Regions from separate parts of the Drosophila melanogaster genome. Here all the other regions are linked to region 3. The links are chromatin contacts, called in public Hi-C maps. All regions are on one chromosome and are shown on one strand. The core of a region is the stretch at or near the end of the contact, and the rest is flanking DNA. Distances in the headings are between cores, read along the strand shown.

The links. Hi-C and Micro-C count contacts between places; a contact is called where the count stands out from the background.
Region 1: a Hi-C map of the Kc167 cell line shows a contact between it and region 3, with 2.4 times the contacts expected there. The contact joins the promoter of CG42489 here to the promoter of lncRNA:CR44331 in region 3. A contact is called at or near these places in 12 of 107 Hi-C or Micro-C datasets (the Kc167 cell line, the OSC cell line, cellular blastoderm embryo and 4 more).
Region 2: a contact with region 3 is called in a Hi-C map of the Kc167 cell line, with 3 times the contacts expected there. The contact joins the promoter of lncRNA:CR43130 here to the promoter of lncRNA:CR44331 in region 3. A contact is called at or near these places in 1 of 1 datasets of contacts at CTCF or cohesin (the Kc167 cell line), 14 of 107 Hi-C or Micro-C datasets (the Kc167 cell line, the S2 cell line, cellular blastoderm embryo and 3 more) and 1 of 6 datasets of contacts at active chromatin or transcription factors (the Kc167 cell line).

What each region holds. Positions count from the first base shown.
Region 1 is chr3R:8,653,039-8,657,607 of dm6, reverse strand. CG42489 reads left to right here and starts at 2,842. Exons shown (of 2, transcript NM_001202264.2): 1 at 2,842-3,018; 2 at 3,473-3,806. The coding sequence starts at 3,499. The coding sequence ends at 3,732. It overlaps Sys1 (Sys1 golgi trafficking protein), which reads right to left. Exons shown (of 4, transcript NM_001275448.1): 2 at 4,323-4,569; 3 at 4,131-4,249; 4 at 3,761-4,062. The coding sequence starts at 4,487. The coding sequence ends at 3,867. It overlaps bel (belle), which reads left to right. Exons shown (of 4, transcript NM_001275450.1): 3 at 1-1,630; 4 at 1,702-2,633. The coding sequence ends at 1,823.
Region 2 is chr3R:8,816,834-8,821,778 of dm6, reverse strand. It overlaps lncRNA:CR43130 (long non-coding RNA:CR43130), which reads right to left and starts at 2,161. Exons shown (of 3, transcript NR_125119.1): 1 at 2,142-2,161; 2 at 917-1,001; 3 at 681-860. It overlaps aqz (aaquetzalli), which reads left to right and starts at 1,097. Exons shown (of 2, transcript NM_001275461.2): 1 at 1,097-1,467; 2 at 2,516-4,945. The coding sequence starts at 3,059. The coding sequence ends at 3,916.
Region 3 is chr3R:8,112,489-8,116,749 of dm6, reverse strand. lncRNA:CR44331 (long non-coding RNA:CR44331) reads left to right here and starts at 2,747. Exons shown (of 2, transcript NR_125107.1): 1 at 2,747-3,641; 2 at 3,702-4,051. The region is part of intron 3 of puc (puckered); the gene reads right to left.

The DNA.
Region 1 (4,569 bases), core at 1,593-4,092, 540 kb before region 3:
TCTGCCGGCGGCAACAGAAGCTACAACAATCGCGGCGAGCGCGGAGGCGGCGGTTACAACAGCCGCTGGAAGGAGGGCGGCGGCTCAAACGTCGACTACACAAAGCTGGGCGCCCGAGATGAGCGCCTGGAGGTGGAGCTGTTCGGCGTGGGCAATACGGGAATCAATTTTGACAAATACGAGGATATACCCGTGGAGGCGACGGGCCAGAATGTGCCCCCGAACATCACATCGTTCGATGATGTGCAGCTGACGGAGATTATCCGCAACAACGTGGCCTTAGCACGTTATGACAAACCGACACCGGTGCAGAAGCACGCCATTCCGATCATTATCAATGGCCGGGATCTAATGGCCTGCGCCCAGACTGGATCCGGCAAGACGGCCGCCTTCCTGGTGCCGATTCTCAACCAGATGTACGAGCTGGGACATGTGCCCCCGCCGCAAAGCACCCGGCAGTACAGCCGGCGCAAGCAGTATCCGTTGGGTCTGGTGCTGGCGCCGACCCGCGAACTGGCCACCCAGATCTTTGAGGAGGCCAAGAAGTTCGCCTATCGCTCCCGGATGCGCCCGGCAGTGCTGTACGGCGGAAACAATACTAGCGAGCAGATGCGCGAGCTGGACCGCGGTTGCCATCTGATTGTGGCCACACCCGGTCGCCTAGAGGACATGATCACACGCGGAAAGGTGGGACTGGAGAACATTCGATTCCTTGTACTGGATGAGGCTGATCGTATGTTGGACATGGGTTTCGAGCCGCAGATCCGTCGCATCGTCGAACAGCTAAACATGCCGCCAACCGGACAGCGCCAGACGCTTATGTTCTCGGCCACATTCCCCAAGCAGATCCAGGAGTTAGCCAGCGATTTCCTCAGCAACTACATTTTCTTGGCCGTTGGTCGTGTGGGCTCCACATCTGAGAACATTACGCAGACAATCCTGTGGGTCTATGAACCCGACAAGCGCTCGTATCTGCTGGATCTGCTCTCGTCTATCCGCGATGGCCCCGAATACACCAAAGACAGCCTAACACTGATCTTTGTGGAGACTAAGAAGGGTGCAGACTCGCTGGAGGAGTTCCTGTACCAGTGCAATCATCCCGTCACTAGCATCCACGGTGATCGCACGCAGAAGGAGCGCGAGGAGGCACTGCGCTGCTTCCGATCGGGCGACTGCCCCATCCTGGTGGCCACAGCCGTGGCCGCTCGTGGCCTGGACATTCCGCACGTTAAGCACGTTATTAACTTTGACCTGCCCTCGGATGTGGAGGAGTATGTCCACCGTATCGGGCGTACCGGACGTATGGGTAATCTTGGTGTGGCCACCTCCTTTTTCAACGAAAAGAACCGCAACATTTGCTCCGATCTCTTGGAGCTGCTGATCGAAACGAAGCAGGAGATCCCCAGTTTCATGGAGGATATGAGTTCGGATCGCGGACATGGCGGAGCCAAGCGGGCTGGACGAGGCGGTGGTGGACGTTATGGTGGCGGCTTCGGCTCCAGGGATTACCGTCAAAGCTCTGGCGGCGGCGGTGGCGGACGCAGTGGACCGCCACCACGTAGCGGTGGTTCCGGATCAGGAGGCGGCGGCGGCAGTTACCGCAGCAATGGAAACTCGTACGGTAAGTTTGGTGAGTGTGGAATCATCCATCAGCAGTAATCAGTTTAAAGGCAGAAACTTAACAGTGGATTTCCTTTACAGGCGGCAATTCGGGCGGCGGTGGATACTATGGCGGCGGCGCCGGTGGTGGCTCCTATGGCGGCTCCTACGGCGGCGGCAGTGCCTCGCACTCTTCGAACGCACCCGACTGGTGGGCTCAATGAGCAAGGCCTCAGCTTCAGGCAAAGGACCTGGGCCAGCAGCAGCAGCAGCATCAGCAGTCGCATCGTAGCCACTTTCGCAAATAACCAAACGGAGTAAAACAAAGTCGATAACAACTATATATGTGTACACACGTATACTATATAGGAACAGCAAATGTGAAAGAGAAACTGTCTGTGCGCAGCGCAACACAAATCACGAAAATACAGAAAAGATACACAGATGCACCCTCCACCCCACCCTCGTTTAGCAATTCACTCCTCTCTCACAACCTCAAAAACCAGGAGCAAGCGTTAATAATAAACTGTGCAAGTCCATCGCGAAAGTATATTACATTCATGTATAGCCAGCCCAAGCCGCCCTCCATTTCCATCTCACCCATCATTATATTTTATGAATTCGATGCGCGTAGTTGAAGGATATGCAAGCAAACACATACATATTTAAAATATGCTAAACAACCACAAATATTAAGAATATTTAAGCAAATGATAAAATTTTTGAATTTTTGTCCATAAGTTACAATTCTCACACATCATTTTTCTTGGAACTCTTAATATACATATATATATATATATATATATGTATTCTTATATATATATATATATATATCTAGACATAAATATTGTCAATGTCGGATCGAAACGATGAAAGCGCAAATCCTTGAACTTCAATTGATGATTTTAAACGAAGAAAACATAAAAATAGTAATGGTATATATATTATTAAATATATAGATCGAGATAGAATGTACTATATGAAACAAGAAACCAACACAAACAAGTAATTAAAACAAAAAAAAAACAAGTTTGCTAAACTAAAGCTTAATAATTTAGCAAATGAGAAAAAGAACTCGCATGGTTGTTTTTAATTTTTTCTGCATTTGGTGTAACAGGTGATTTTTTTGGGATTGGCAGATCGTGTCCGATAACGCTGTAAAGCACCAACGTTTACTAATTCCTTGGCGCCCTATTATCTTTTCATAAATATGTTCAATTAAGATTTATTTACTTACTGATATCACTTTTTGAGTTAGCTCCATTGATAAGAATTGGCAAGTTGCCTGTTCTTTGGTTTTAGTTCAGTACGCTTTTCGAACCAATACGTTTCGATGTAAGAGATCATTGGATTTTCAACCGCGACGAGCTGCTGGCCATATTATCAAAATAATTAAGGAGTGGAATATCCATAGGATAGGTTAGTAACCTTTAGGAGCTTCTCAGATGAGAGCTTTGTCGCCGGTTTCCCAGCGGCAAAGCTTCAATTATGCACATTTAAGCAATCAGTATAATTGAATGTTCGAAACGTGGGGAGCGAGAATGTAAGTAGGAAATGCATCAAATAGTGCCGAGGATGTGACGATCGTGGCGATGCCTACCCGTTTGCTAATTAGATTAGATAGGGCAAGTTGATTAGTTTGCTCTGATGTTTTCTAAAGAGGGGAGCTTGTCGATTTGTCGTTGTTTGTTTGCCAGATAAATTTGCTTGAACAGCAAAGCTCTACGCTTCTTGATCGCTGGATTTTGAAATAATAAACAGCGTGGGCGCTTGACTAGGCCACACCCCGTTTTATTATTATTTTCGGCAGTCCGGCGGAAATTTTCAGTGCACTCCCAGTTGTATTCGCGGATCTCAGCTGTGTCAATTTCAGACTGTCAACATATAAACACGACGAGGATGCAGAAGCCACATCATGGTCCGTGCTGGATGTTGCTTCTACTGGCATCGCTGATCGGTACTTTTATGCTGGCCTTCAGCTACTGGATGTTTGTGCCGCGCGAGGAGTCACTATGGTCAATGATATCGAACTACAGTGGATCTGGAATAAAGTACTCCCTGCCGCCGTCAGCAGTACCTGAGGAACTTAAGCTTCGGCAGAGACCGCCCTTCGTTTACCAGATATTACATTGAAAGTAGAAGTACAATATAGTGTTTATATGCTATGTAATCTTACGCTAGTTTAACAATAAATTACATGTACACAGAAGCTGCTTTGGGTGGCTTGGTTGGGGGGGTAGCAGGCATCACAAGTTGGTGGCTTCGAGTCAGACGTCCGACTTTTGATTGAGGGCCGCATAGCCCACTGGGATCTCCTTCATCTCGGTCTGCAGGCAGAGAAACTCGCCGCCTATGCACATTATTGTGCCGGTGATGACATTCAGTAGCCACCACGATGCGTTCGCGGGAAAGGAGCGGTTGTACCACCAGCAGATCAGCAAATGCAGCACGTGGAAGGTGCAACTGCCATGAAAGGGAAGCATGAGTTGTAAAAGCAAAAGATTAAGTGTGTGCACTAGCTATAAGCCCACCTAAAGTCCAGACAGAGCTTGGCTCTTCTCACAATGCACCACAGTGCCAGGGAGGCTAAGAACGCATTTAAAACAAATGCGCAGATCACCAGGCGGCCACCCATGTCGTAGATGTGGATCTCCTTTAAGCAACATTAAATCAAAGTAAGGAGAGGGGTTTCCATGATATATGGTATATAGCATATGGCATACATGGTATTCGAACAAGTGATCCAGACTATAGTTGTCCCCGGACAACTTGTTGGCCACGAAGACGAGTAGGCCAAGGGTGAAGTACACGCAGAACTGCATGGACACAATCTGTGAGGACAGCAGCGTGGGATCCCACTGCGTGTTGCGAAAGGTGCCGCCCTTCATGGTTGCCTCGGGTGGCCAAATCAGCGTTTAGAGAACGAAATTTCTAATTTTTAGCTGGCCATAACAAACTGACTCAACCATT
Region 2 (4,945 bases), core at 912-3,411, 710 kb before region 3:
GGGTAACCCAACGGGGGATAACAATGGTGGGTCAACGAGATGATAATGACGATGCTGTCGCAGCAATTTGGATAGATAATGGGTTTGATCAGGCTGGATCTGAGCATGGGCGGGTTTTGAGTGACACGCGTCGCCGGTTGTAAGCGGTTCTCATCATCCTATTTTATTTTATTTATCCTCTTGACGGGGCATCCCACTATACCCCATTGTGTCAGATTTCTTGATGCATTGAATTTGTATAAGGTAATTACTTGTGTTATTCAGCTACTTCGGCTGATTTCAAAAGATATGTGCAACTGATCCTGTTCAATAAAATGTAATATCACATTTATCTTCTCTTTTAAAAAGATTGTGTAACACTAATTTATTTGCCAAAAACACAAAAATAGCAAGGGCGTTGAATTCAATTTGAGCTTCAACCATTAAAATTAAGACAGTAATCCGAATATGGAGAAGATGACATTCTTTAATTGATTCAATTTCGTGTTTAATGGCTTAATTTTTAATTGCAAACGTAATGCTCTCATTTTACGTGCACTTAATCTATTGAATTTACATGCACAATTTTTATTAACTATTCATATAATGATATACAAAAACAACCGCTTATGCGCCAAACTAAAACAAATTGAATATTTATTTACATAAGATAACTATAATCCGGATTTAGGCCGAAATCCATTCCAAAATGCCAGCTGTCGTATTATATTCAATTTCAAATTGCCGCGTACTTTGTTTTCTTATAACGGCAGATGTAACAACTCTAGTAGGTAGGTAGTAATCAAAAACAGGTAGATTTAATTTGTTTTACCAATATTGAACATTTGTTTCACGTGCAAGTCCCGAATCCACAACATTGACTATTTTGAGTAAAAACAATAGGTTGGTCATAAAAAATAATTACTAATTTACTAACCGCGGTCGCCGCATGTCTGAACAGGCCTCCAGCTTTTCCGGCTTGAGTATCCACTGATTCACCCGTGTCTCGAACCCAGAGTTGCCTAAACATATTTCGATGTATACATAAAGAGGGAAATTTATTTTTTAGGCTTGGCAATGCCGCTGCGGGCATATAAAAGTCCGCGCAGTCGTGCGCTTGTGTGAGTCATGGTGGAAAATTCGAGGCAAGCGTACCGATGCGCAAAGAACAAGCATAAGCGAAGAAGATAAAGATATCGATTAAAATTTCTGCTACAAAAATAAATATATATGTAACGCATATTGTAAATGTTCTAAGTTAAGTGACATAAATCAAATATTTGTGTAAAGTTTAATATTTTAATACGCGTCGAAGTACAACGAGTGAGGCTACAGAAGAGCACACACTAAAGTGGAGTACTTGGCGAGCGCAAATAACGGAAATCAAATTCGAAATAAACGCTGCGCAATAGACGGTGGTGTACATAAGAGTTTAACAAAATCCGAATCAGAATCAGTTGAAAGTGTGATTTTTTTGAGCCTTTGTCTGTAAGTGAAGAGAAAGCTTTAAGCGGAATTACATCTATATATATATATATAAATATATAAATACGAAGCCAGCCCGTCGCCATTTTGAAAGTGATTTTACAAAACACACACACACACATATATATACACAGCTGCGAACACATCCACATATAACCCCAAATAAAATCCGAAGAAAAGAGCAAAAAAAAAAACGCAAAACAAACCAATTTCCGCAACATTTTAAAGTGAAACATCCAAATCAAGGCAACTTTTAACCCAAACTCAACCCATTTTGTATATAACGCTTGTCGAAATATCGAAATCTGTATAACGAAGTGGCTGAGAAAACTGCGACACACACACGCACGCAAGCACACTCGTTGGTGTGAGGTCTACGGCAAAAAAGTAAGTCGCAATTGTGTTAGTAATCGCTGCGTGTGTATGTATGCGCGTGTGTGTGTTGATTCATTAATTCAGGTATTCTCGCAAAATAAATGTACATATGTATCTTTATATATACATGTGGGGTCGTCCCTCTGACGTCCCAAGTTTGCTTGAATAGCCAAACAAACACCTTTTGTTGACGTAAATAGCACACACAGTCTACACACAGTCACACGCTAAAACGATAATGCAGCCGTTACGTAGTTAGCACTACGTTACAGGTTGTTGCTACCTGGAAATGTAATCGTTACATGTCTTATTTCCCCTTTTCGGGTTCCCGTTTCTTATTATACACACACACACGCGGCCATCGAAATAGAACTGTTTTGTTTTACCTTTGGAACGTTACATTTCGTACTGAGGTAAAAAAGGTATTCTGTCGTATACTGACGTTTTTTCCATGTGTATATGTACATATTATCTTTCTTACTCAACCTAAATTTAAATATAGACCTTTTAACGTAAGAATGTATTTCAATAAACTGCATTGTAATTAATGCGGTTGATGCTGATTTCATAAATAGTTTCATAAGAAATAAGACTTCAACTATTTTCCTGTTAACATAAGCCAATATGTATCGTTTCGAATTTTCAATGGTTTCTTTCGCTCTTCTCCAAAAAACAGGATCAGCACGGCTTGGAATGCGAAAGCAGCAGTTAAATCAGCGAAGAACAGAGAGTTTGCGAAATTATAGCTAAGGATAGCTTAACCGGAGTAAAAAAAAAATAAATCAACAGACTGATAAACAATACATAACGTTACAAGTAAAACTAAAAGTAAAGTAAACAACAGCTGTACATAAAACATAAAGGAGAAGTGGAAAAGCAGCTACGTGCTCAGCCGCCCGTCGCCCTTTTCGTTTCCATTTTGGAGGTCATCTCAACTTCGGCGACTATCAGCTACCAAAGAAAATAGAGCGGCGCAGCTAGATCAACATCTCAATAGCAATAGCAGCAGAAGCAGAATCAGAATCAGAATCAGAAGGCGTTTGGTTTCGATTTATAAAGAATTGATTTAAGTGCGTGTGATATTTAACGTTAAGCATTAATTTAGCGAATTAACCAAAAACAAAAAGGGAAAACAGCAGAAATTTTAATAAGAGAAAGAGAAGAGGAGATCGGAGAGAGAGAGATATCGATCCAGAGATCGGAAAGCGACGAAATTACTATGACATACTCGCACAATAGCGTTAGAAACAACATCAGAATGACAACCGCATCGGCCACCAAGTCCATACGATTAAAAAAGGGAGCAGCATCAGCGACCTCCGCATCCAACTCATCCACCCCCTCGCCCACATCCGCACCCGTCTCCCCCACATCCGTATCCGCATCCGCACCAGCAACGCCCTTGGTAACTGCACATTCCAACAGTATTGCCAGCAGTACAAATAACGCCCAATTCCTGAGCTCCTCGCCCACGAGTCTCGGTTTTGGCCTGGGTCTATCCGCTCTTGCCACGCCCCCGAACCAGAGGCAACGGCAACTGCAGTCCCAGTCGACCGGATCCAAGAACAAGTATCAGCAGTCGCAGCAGCAGCGCCAGTCGCCGCAGCAGCAGCAGGGATCCTCTGTAGGCGGTGGAGGCTTCTTCTTTGCCAACAACAACCGAAGGAACGGAGGAGGACGTTCGCCCCAGGGAGCTATGCAGGTTCGGCAGTCACCAGCCACCATTTTGGGTGGAGGTTTCTCGCCGGGAATCGTCGGAGGATCGGCTCGCAAGCAGAGGAAGAGCCCTTCGTTGGGCGGAAAGATATCGCCCCAGCACCAGATGCAGCAGCACCCACTCATACCCACCGCACTGACGCATTTCGCGGGCAGCAAGTGCTTTGATGCACCAGCTCCAACGGCGCTGCCCAAGCCACCGCAGCACTGGACGTTGTCCAGGTCGGAGGGTAAGCTTCCCATGATGATGCCGTCGATGCCCAAGTTCCAGGTGCCGATGCAGACAGGCCGCTCGAAGCGGAATCTCCTCGATGACTTCGACACGCACAACCTAAAGTTGCTGCTCAATGTGCAGTCGTAACCACACTGGTGCTGGAGGATCAGTGTCTGGAGTAGGAAAGCAGGAACAGGATCTGGATCTAGAGCTGGATCTGAAGATGGATCTGGAGGACCGACATGAATGGCAAGAACACCCGGTGGACCCCGAACCCGTCAATGAGTTGCAAAAAAAAATCGATATGAACATAAAACCAACAAAAAAAAATTAACAAAAACATAAAACAAAAAATGGAAAATGAAAAAACTTTTACAAAAAAAGCGAAAACATTTCAACTGGAAATTTGAACTTTTTTAAACAAAAACAAAAAAAAAAAACAAGAGTAATGTTTGTGATCTCAAGTGTGTATCATAAAACAATTAAACCAATTTGAGAAGCTATTAGGTGAGAAGAGAAAAACTGTTTCAAGAAAAGAAAACTGAAAGCAAACAAAATACAAGTAAAAAACACACAAACTACTGTCCTCACACAACCGACCGACAAAAAAGAACATCAACAACGAACGACAATGAGAACAAATCAACACAGCGAAAAAGATGCAAAATTCCCCGCTACATAGAACATCTCCCCCAAACTCCAAAACTCCCCTGTCAACTTCAATGCGCAATCTTTATAGAGACAGCCAGCCAATCGACAAACTGCAACCAGTACAACACTCAATGGATGCCTGGCTGAAATACAAGGAAAACCAAATGGAAAGAGGACTTAAGCGAAGGAAAAGCCCGATTAGAGGAAGAAGAACTTTATATGTCTAACAACGGATACTTCACAACTGAACATTGTTTTAAACGTGATACGCAAATAGACTTGAAAATTAATTAATAAGTAAAATTATAAATATAATAATATTTATGAGTAATTCAAAAATGGACGCTAGAAGCGCAACATAACGTACAGTTTATGTTTATCCCCCGAAAAGCGGACAAAATGTGCAACGTACCTTAAATGTTGATAAAGAATAAATGCAGAGAGCAGCAAAAGCTAACAGAGTATATTCAAGAGACACGATAATACCTATTAACTAATAATAATAATAATGCAACTACTATAAAT
Region 3 (4,261 bases), core at 1,498-3,997:
GCACGTTGTCAAGCAACAAGTAGTTTTGTTTATGTTCGAAATATTTAATTACTTTCGGCGACCGTTTATCATTAAGAATACTCCGCTTACTCATACGGATTTCTGATTCAGCCAGAAAGAGACGGCCGTATGCCGACCGAAAGAGACAGCCGCAGTGTGAGTCTGAGTGCGGCAGGTGCCAGTGCCAGGACACTTAAATGGCGATAAGACCCCGCTGAATCATCGAAAACAAAGAGAGTGGGATCTCAACTTGACCTTCAACTTGGCGAATCTCGACTTTGACGTGTCGAGTCATACGGAAACAACAAAGCCCCCCTAACAAGACAGCCTGCACTTTGAAGTCGCCTTCAACTTAAGCGGGTCGGGTCGGGGTGAATAGTGGGTAGTGAGTGAGTGAGTGAGGGAGGCAGGTAGATGGATCAGGGCTCTCCTCGGGTGATTCACGAAGAGCATGCGCAGCGGCAATAACAACAAACGGAATGTTTCATAAACAAATTGCGCGCAAATCAAACACTTGGAAAATACAGAGTGCGCGGGCGCAAAAGTCTCAAAAGGAAGGTATTGATGAATAAGTACACAATGAGTTGTTTTTGTATACCCTCCCATTGACGAGACTTTTTCGTTGAAGTAATAACGATCCCATCTTACGATCTTAAAAGTGATATTCTAAATAATTCATGTGTATATTAATCATATTTTTTTCTCTGTAGAGAAAAACGAGGAAGTGTGGGCCTCGGGTTCCCTTTTAAAATGATTAAGAGCCTTATACATTCGATACAACAATAAAAAGAACGAAGCCGCAACGCAAATTTCAAATTTGAAATTCCTGTGCGAATATTTTCATTTTTTTTCGCTTGGTCGATTTTTGCATTTTAAAAATAGCCGGCTGACGAATATTGAAATTATGCGCACGGGGGCCAACAAAAATGTCACCTCGGGTTTTTGGTTGTTGTTTCGGTTAATTCTTTTTTGTTTGTTGTCTGCCAACGGATTCTCGATTACTCATTAGCCGAAGGATTTTGATTTTTTTTGGGTTCTCTCATTTTATACTGAGTACTTTTTGGCTGAGTTACTTGGGACAACGATATTGACTTTTTATATTAGAACAATCTATTTTCTAAACTCTCGGTATATATTTGAACATATGCATTCATAGTTTTATCTAATCAGCTGTCCAATTGTATATATGTATGTATATAGAATGTGACTATCGCCAAATGTTCTCGAGGGGCCTCAGCTTTCAGTTTGCTTAGCTGCTTCTACGACCGTGTGTCCACAACCCGTAATTGTACTTCGAATGCCCCGTAAACGTAACCTGTAACCGTATATATACAAATCTATATATGTACATATGTGTGTTTGTATGCTCCGTTGTAGATTAAGTTAGTTCGCCAAAGAGGCCTCTCCGTCGTTGGCAGATAAAAGTTGACGGCTTGATAACTTGATAGCTTGGCGCGCAAATAATATGGGTACAGTCAGTACAGACATCGCGGCGATAAGTTGACAAATTGGATGGCAATCGTAGGAAAGGATGTGGAATCGGCTAGAAAGCCCCTAGATAATAGATAATAGATAATAGATCGAGCATTGCTGTGAGAGATCTCTATTTCGAATTTAAACCTTGCTATTATGTTTATTTACCTCAGCATCTGGTATTCTTGGCCAATTTAAGCGGAACGTTTGTTTATAATTATGGCCTTGTGTTTAAAAATGTCAGATACCTTGAAGGAAGTAAGATTTTACCTCTTTTTCTTGGTTTATGAAACAAAACATTGCATACATATGTACAGAAATAGATGCAAATTTCATTTGTTATTAGTAAATTGGTCTTTAATTTTTTAGTTCTTAACTTTTTGGGATATCTGAAAAATCCTTGTAACGCTTAAATCTCCATTACAAGTAAAATAGAGCGAATACTACCGATTGAAATACCGCTCAATTTCCTGACAATTGAGGCTTTGATTGCTTTCTAGGCCAAGTGGCTCGGTTTGGTTTATCGTTCATGTTAATGACACAGCATAATGACATTAGCATTATCCGACAACTACAACTACAACAACAATTGGGGCCTCGAACTCTACCGTCGCCTAATGAGCCTCTGCCGGTGCCGCTGCCACTGCCGCTGCCTCTGCCGGCGTTGAGTTCATTTTAAGCTCTGCTTCAAAATAGCGGTGCTTCCTCTTTCCCCACATCCCCCAACACCCCGCCACCCCCGCGCACACAAAGTGCTGTTATAATGAATGGAAAACGAAAAGCAGCGGAACAATGAGAAATCATAAGTTGTACGGTAGAAGAGGAAGCTCACTAAGAAGGGGATCAGCATATATTCAGGCGAAATAAAACAATAATAATAGGCATAAGGTGACGACGGCAAACCAAAAACGAATGCGCAAAAGGCCGGGGCAAATACACACAAACTCACAAACACAAACAGAGAAGCGAAATCATGACTCATGCACTCAGTACAAAATTGTACGTATACTTTTCCCTGCTTCTTCTTTCCCGCCGCCGCCGCCACCTCCTTTTGCTTCTTCTTTCTCTTGTCCGTCTCCCCACCCACCGTTACTTCGTGCCTGAGTACTAATGTGTTGCTGCGCGGGTGTGAGTGAGCGAGAGAGGTAGAGCATTTATAAAAATAATACTTAAGCATGTATAAAAGCGGCGAAGTTAAGGAGCAACAATTAATAGAAGCACACTTTAAAATTTTTTTAAAGCTTTAATCCCATTTTAAAAATTTGTTACTTAGATTTCTTTCTGTGTAGCGGTCAAAAGAAGTCTGAACCAAGGATTCTGATCCGACAGATGCAAATAAAATAAAGAGCGCAGGCAAGCGAGAGAGGAAGCGATATTAACCAGCTGTTGCTGCGCCCCGCACCTGAAATCCACAACAACAACAACGACCATAAAACACCAACAGCCGAGGCCGCACGCACAAGGATAACCCACTAAAAGAAGAAAAAACCAAATCGATGACTCATGAACAGGAACCGAAATGTTTACAAAAATAGAACATATGCCAAAACGAAACAGCGCCGGAGGAAAAGAGAGGGGTGAGAAGTGCCGTTGGCGGCGCAATAAATAGCAACAATAAGAAGCCAACAGAAAAATCGATGCGGCTGTACCGTTCACCCAACCATCCATCCATCCACCCACCCACCACCACCTATCGCCCACCCACTCTCTCGCCATCTCGCTCTCTGTGTTCCACATTGCATTGTGAACGAACAACGAAACGTAATGGCGATGAGTCATCATCGAGCCAGGGCACAGTGGTGGCCAAAAATACATTAACACTCGGGCAGCGCAGGAGGCGCGTCGACGACACAACCCTTATCAGAAAGGACGTTTGCGGTTGGCTGGTTGGGTTAGCTAGCCTTGTTGTTGGTGCTGCAATCTGCATAAAGTTTCCATTGCCCGTGCAAACTTGTCTGCACCGACAAAAACGGCTATAGTTGTGGCTCCTATTATCATATTCTACCGAGTTTACTCTATGATAAACTTTTATCTACAAAGATCGACCTTCGCAAGGCTATAGCTTTCAAGTAACTCAGGCGTTTCGTTAAGATTAGACAGAATATTATACCATCTTACGTTTTAAAAAATATTGAAGCACCAAATCTCAGGTGGAACTAAATGAGTAGGTGTGAACTAAAAGAGTAATTTTTTTTCAAATCCTTATTTCTATCAGTTATGTTTTTCAGTGTGGCCAAAGTCGCAACACAGTTACGGCAGCAACAACAATGCGACGACGACGCCGCTGCCGCCATGCTGTCTGCCAACGCCAACACGCAACAGCAACAACAATGCGACGACCAAGAAGAAGAAGGGACAGAGGACGGAAGGAGCGAAGGAGGCGATGAAGAGAGGCGAATGGATAAGCGTAGGAGAAGTCACAACAAAAACTTTTTGAGGTGGAAGGAGCATTGCTCCTTATCAACGCACCCCAATTGCCTCCATGGGAGCGAGGGAGTTGGATAGATATGTACATGTATTCCACGTTGGAAATTACTTTGACTTGAGCTTTGCTTTGAAATTTTTTACGGTTTACTCCAAATTAGCTATTAACTTAAGATTATAACAAAGATTAAAATGGCACATTGAGCCTTTTAACTTTATTTTATGAAGAAGGATTATTGCTGATTTTAAAATAAAATAACTTTATTTAACCTGTAATTCAATTTATAATATGAATAAGGTCTAGGATCCATTTCATACACATAGTTTCTTTTACGAATTTGGCCTGTTCATTCAAGGTACTGAA